Regions from separate parts of the Mus musculus genome. Here region 1 is linked to region 2. The links are chromatin contacts, called in public Micro-C maps. All regions are on one chromosome and are shown on one strand. The core of a region is the stretch at or near the end of the contact, and the rest is flanking DNA. Distances in the headings are between cores, read along the strand shown. Region 1 has its middle 47 kb from the start of Gm33078. Region 2 holds the start of Trim58 (tripartite motif-containing 58).

Evidence for each region. A called contact is a pair of places that touch in the nucleus more often than the background predicts.
Region 1: a contact with region 2 is called in a Micro-C map of embryonic stem cells, with 3 times the contacts expected there. The contact joins the enhancer-like site here to the promoter of Trim58 in region 2. A contact is called at or near these places in 4 of 39 promoter capture datasets (erythroid cells, hippocampal neurons, maxillary cranial neural crest and 1 more), 14 of 484 Hi-C or Micro-C datasets (the Ba/F3 cell line, CD4 T cells, CD8 T cells and 7 more), 2 of 115 datasets of contacts at active chromatin or transcription factors (T-cell acute lymphoblastic leukemia and embryonic stem cells) and 1 of 9 other capture datasets (pancreatic islet).

What each region holds. Positions count from the first base shown.
Region 1 is chr11:57,956,915-57,959,758 of GRCm38.p6, forward strand. No RefSeq gene overlaps it. Among named protein-coding and RNA genes, the nearest start is that of Gm33078, 47 kb to the left of the region's middle. Within about 2 kb of position 1,572, at least 55 of the 459 cell types and tissues checked have an H3K27ac peak or open chromatin away from gene starts, as enhancers often do. A contact at or near this core is called in CD8 T cells, the G1E-ER4 cell line, T-cell acute lymphoblastic leukemia and 2 more, where this site is marked.
Region 2 is chr11:58,639,091-58,641,984 of GRCm38.p6, forward strand. Trim58 (tripartite motif-containing 58) reads left to right here and starts at 1,375. Exons shown (of 6, transcript NM_001039047.1): 1 at 1,375-1,794. The coding sequence starts at 1,378.

The DNA.
Region 1 (2,844 bases), core at 322-2,821, 680 kb before region 2:
TTTGTTTGTTTTTTTCGAGACAGGGTTTCTCCGTACAGCCCTGGCTGTCCTGGAACTCACTCTGTAGACCAGGCTGGCCTCGAACTCACACATCTGCCTGCCTCTGCCTCCCGTGCAGAGATTAAAGGTGTGTGCCACCACGCCCGGCTATTTGTTTGTTTCTTTTGTTCAGACAGGACTCCAGTTTGCTGTGTAGCCAAGAGCGACCTTGAACTGCTGATCCTCCTGCCTCTGTCTCCCTAGTTAAAGAACAGTAGGTTTGTCCAGATAACACATTCCTTTCGACACCTTCACTATTCCTATGTGGGTAAGCCTTCCTTTGTTTTACTAATTAGCTTTATTGCCGTATAAGTCACATACAATAAAACCTACCTATCTTAAGGGCACTCAGTGTGCTGGGCAGTGGTGGCACACACCTTAGATCCTCCTGCCTCTGCCTCACTACTGATGGGATTAAAATAATCGTGGCGAGATGCCTCGATTCAGCAGGTGAAGGCACTTGCCGCCAAGCCCGATGACCTGGATTTGATCCTTAGAACCTGCATGGTAGAAAAGAACCAACTTCCTCACACTTTTCTCTGACCTCAATTTGCCCAGGCGCAAACCGGCCCACACTACAATGAATAAGTGAATGAATAAATACAAAACTACAGATGAGCTGGGCGTGGTGGCGCACGCCTTTAATCCCTGCACTCGGAAGGCAGAGACAGGCAGATTTCTGAGTTCGAGGCCAGCCTGGTCTACAGAGTGAGTTCCAGGACAGCCAGGGCTATACAGAGAAACCCTGTCTCAAAAAAACAAAACAAACAAACAACAAAAAAAAACTACACATGAGCCGAGCTGACCACCTGGCTAGGAATGCGGAGGTGACCTGAACCAAATGCTTCTCTTCTGGTGACACACGGTACAGTATTCCACTCCGGTGACTCCAAGTCTCTCTTGGCTCCCCCACCCACCCCCTCCCACCCTCACGTGTGTCACATTGGCCTCTGCCTAGGAAGTGGCGTGACTGCATGTAGGGTGTTCTCTGAGGCCAAAACAGTCTTATGTAATCACACCTGAAAATGTAAGTTTTCATCAAACCATTTCTGGTTCTGGGACTCAGCCTGCGATAAGAGGAAGAGAACATGTGATCCTTGGATCCTTCATTTAAATGGGTGGTGTGGGGTGTTTCGAGAAGACCTCTCCAAAGAAGAGATGCTGTCTCAAGATGGAAAAGGATGAGCAAGCCTTAGTATGAGAAAGAGTATCCTCCGAGGAGGAACAAATAGATGGTCTGGAAAGTCTCAAGGTAACCCAGGCTGGCCTTGAACTTGTTACGTTGCTAAGGAAACTTTGAACTACCGACTCTCCTGCCTCCTCCAAGATGCTATGACTCTTAAGAGTTCATAACCACACCTGATGGGATTTTTTGTCTTTATTTTAAGAATGTGGTAGAGCCACTACACGGTTCTCTTACACAGGGCGTGACCACACGTTCTTTCTTCTGGTCATTCAGGGTTAGGGAAGGGTGAGCTGTGGAGGCAGGTGCCGGAAGCAGCAGGAAACAGTAGAGGGAGGCTGTTGTAATCACCTAAGAGGGCCACAGCTGTGAGTGCCTGCTATGATCAGGGGAAGCACAGAGCTTAGCGACTGAGTGAAAGGAACAGGGCTTCCTCCTTCACCAGAAGAACTCAAAGCTGTCTGAAAAGGTAGTCACAGAACTGTACAGCTGACAGTGACCACAGAGGTCATTTTCCAGTTTTGGGGGAACCGTATTCCAAAGAGGGTCCTGAACTCACCCCCACCCTGGCGAAAAACTGGAACTGGGGCATGAATTCAATGAACTCAAATAGGAAGAGACCAAGGTGGCCCCCATCCCAGCACTCCAGGGAGGCTTCCTGGAAGAGGTGGAGCAGATCAGCATCAAGATCTGATAGTGCTGATGGGTGTGGTTCACTATCTGCTGGCTGCTGGCAAGAGAGTCACCGGTTCTAGACCAGCATGGGCATCGGGATTAAAACCCTGACTAAGGGCCAGAGAGACAGCTCAAAGGGTAAAGATGCTTGTCTCACAGTCTGGTGATCTGAATTTGATCCCCAGGACCCACATACACTTGGAGAGAACAAACTCTATAAAAGTTAACCTCTGCTGGGCAGTGGTGGCACACACCGTTGACCCAGCACTTGGGAGGCAGAGGCAGGTGAATTTCTAACTTTGAGGCCAGCCTGGTCTACAGTGTGAGTTCCAGGACAGCCAGGGCTATACAGAGAAACCCTGTGTCATGGTTTGTATATTTTTGGACCAGGGAGTGGCACCATTTGGAGGTGTGGCCTTGTTGAAATAGGTGTGACCTGGTTGGAGTAGGTGTGTCACTGTGGGTGTGGGCTTAAGACCCTCACCTTAGTTGCCTGGAATCAGTCTTCCACTAGCAGCCTTTGGATGAAGACATAGAACTCTCAGCTCTGCCTGTGCCACGCCTGCCTGGATGCTGCCATGCTTCCACCTTGATGTTAATGGACTGGACCTCTGAACCTGTAAGCCAGCCCCAATTAAATGTTTTTTATAAGACTTGCCTTGGTCATGGTGTCTGTTCACAGCAGTAACTAAGACACCCTGTCTCAAAAAGAAAAAAAAAAAAAAGTTAACCTCTGACCTCCACTTGTGCACCTTGGCACATGTACCCACACACATGCATCATGCACACACACACAATAATCACTGGTCCCTTGTACAAAGTCATCAATACTTTAGTTCCCAAGTAGAAGCTATCTCTCCCAGTCTTTTTCCTGAGGCCTTGTGCAAAGCAGGGTGGGCAGGATCCAGTCCCTAGGAGCAACTCCGAAAGGCTGGGCAAAGAGAGCC
Region 2 (2,894 bases), core at 125-2,624:
AGAAGGGCTGAGTTCTGTTCCTGACACCCATGGCAGGTGGCTCACACGCATCTGAAACTCTAGCTCCAGGGGATCCTGTGCCCTCTCTGGCCTCCTCGGGCAGGAGGGCACCTATTATACTGTTCTCATCCATGCTGGGCTGCCCACCTGCCATTACCACACACGTCATCCTCGCATCTGTCCTTCCAGTGGTATGGTAGTTTATTTCTGAAAGTAGAAAATCTCAAGAAAGAAAGACTGAGGAAAAAATAAGTATTTTTTCCAAGGGTGTTTTTTGTTTTTGTTTTTGTTTTTGTGATTACAACAGAAGTTCATGGTACCATTCAGTAATAGTGGGGGAAGAGGGCAGGCGTGCCCCACATTGGCTGATGTGGCATGAGGGACTCCTAAGAGGCAGGCTTATTTCTGATTTTGTCCTACTAGCAGGGCAACTACCCCCAGCCAACTTCATGTGTAATATGCACAGATAGACTCAAGAGCTAACCCTAAGTCTGCATGCTTCAGGAAATTCCGGGAACTTTTGTTAATCTTACATTTGAGGTTTTTCCTGTGTGGGTTGTGTGAGTGAGTGAGTGTGTGTGTGTGTGTGTGTGTGTGTGTGTGTGTGTGTGTGTGTGTGCTGCCACTCCAACATGGAAGCCAGACAACAACTTTTGCCAGTTAGATTTCTTTCAACCATGTGAGTCTGGAGAGTCAAATTCAGGTCAGGTTTAGTGGCAAGCATCTTTGCCATCTTATGGGCAATAAATAAATAAATAAATAAATAAATAAATAAATAAATAAATATTACTGGGGAAGGCAACTTTGTTGGTCTTGATGGTATAGTCCTATCATTCCAGCTATTTGGGATGCTGAGCCAGGAATAGGGTGTTCCAAGTCAGACTAGGTGTCAGAGTGAGTTCAAAGACAGCCTGGACTACAGGTGAATTCAAGGCCAGCCTAGGCAAAATTGGTAGATCTCCCATCCCAAAATAAGAGACTGGGGGTGTTCCTCAGTGGTAGAACTTGCTTGGCTTGTGTGAAGCGCTGGGTTCCACCCATACTACAAAATCATGCTGCAAGCTTCAATAGCCTCTAAATGTGAGTTAGGGTGGCGTAAAAGCTGCATTATATTAGACTCAAAATAAAGATAGGGAAGGAAAGAATAGGAAAAAAAAAAAAAAACAAAAAACAAAAAACCAGAAGAGGAGCTGCTGGGTTTCTGAAGAGGTGACAGTCATTGGACTTGTTGCTGTCACCAGGAGTGGCTCTTTTTGGCTGCTGGATCCGGGCCAGCCCAGGCGATAAAACCCTCAGGGCCTGTTCCCCTGCTTTTGGGTTTCCTTCCTTCTATGCAGACCGCTAGGGTAATAGGAGCTGCTGCCACAAGCTAAGGCCATGGCCACGGCACCCGGGGAGCGACTGCAGGAGGAGGCGCGGTGCTCCGTGTGCCTGGACTTCCTGCAGGAGCCCATCAGCGTGGACTGCGGCCACAGTTTCTGTCTGCGGTGCATCTCGGAGTTCTGCGAGAAGTCGGACAGCGCTCAGGGCGTCTACGCCTGTCCCCAGTGCAGGGGTCCCTTCAGGCCCGCCAGCTTCAGACCCAACCGGCAGCTGGCCAGCCTGGTGGACAGCGTGCGGCAGCTGGGGCTGGGCACGGGACACGCGGGGTCGCGTCAGTGTGCGAGGCACGGTGAGGACCTGAGCCACTTCTGTGAAGAGGACCAGACGATGCTGTGCTGGGTCTGCGATACCAGCCCTGAGCACCGGAGCCACCGCACAGAGACGCTGCAGGAGGCTGCCAGCCGCTACCAGGTGAGCCTCAGCTCAGGTTCCCGTGTGGAAATAGGGAAAACACTGAGGCTGATGACCTTGGAATGTGAAGGGACATGTACCATACAGAGCCAAATGGTGCTATTGTATAAGTAGTAACTATTAACTCCCAAGCTCTTTCCTTCTCTGGTCTTCCCCTCTCCAACCCCCACCCCCTGCCCCCGTTCCCCGTTCCCGTTCCCCGTTCCCCGTTCTTACTGGCTCACATTCCCCGAAGCTGGGGTGGCTTTCGCCCCTGGGAACCCCGGGGTTGGGCATAGGCTAAATCCTGCCTCCTACTATAATGGGCCTCTGGTGTAGCACGTGGGAAACTCCCTTTGCTGAGCACAGACTCGGAGGGGTTTCCTACTGCTTCTTGCCTCTGTGTGTGTTATCTGGGCATTGGCAGAAGGCTGCTTTGCTCACTCATCTTCCTCTGAAGTTGCTGGACACATTTTAAGAACATTTACGTTTCCATCTTCCGGAACAACCAGCACAAGGGACACCAGCGTGGTTTTCCTTCCTTGACAAGCTTGACCACGGAGTTGCACAGAGCACTAACTTTCTTAAGATGTTTGCTGGGTTGATTTTCTCTAAAATTATAAATTAGGTGTTTTCCTCAACTCGTTGAAAAATCTCTCTTGATTTTACCACTTGCTTTCCTCAACTTGGTAAAAATTTGGGCACCAGTTATTTCCTAATCAGATTTAAAAATTATGATCCCACCTGCTTAAGTCCTGAAAATGTCACACAGACCTTGGCTAGCGATACATTTCTGATACTGTTTTCTACAAATATTCTGTAGGGCTTTTGTTTTCCTCGATTAAATGCCAAATAAACATCGTCTAGACCTCTGGGCCAATCAGCTGCAGCTGCCTAGGGCCCTGTGCAAACTGTGCTCAGCTCTTATCCTAACCACACAGACCCAGTGGAATCTGCCCTGTCACTGTTGTACCTAGCCCTGCTGTGCTGTTTGTCACCTCTTTGGTGTGGCCCCTGGTTTCTTTGGGCTGGTGGGGCTTTACTCCATCTGCTGAGCCAAATTTTTCAACAGCAAAGCAAATCCCAGCCAGTCTGGTCAAGCACTACCCTGAGTTCCAAGG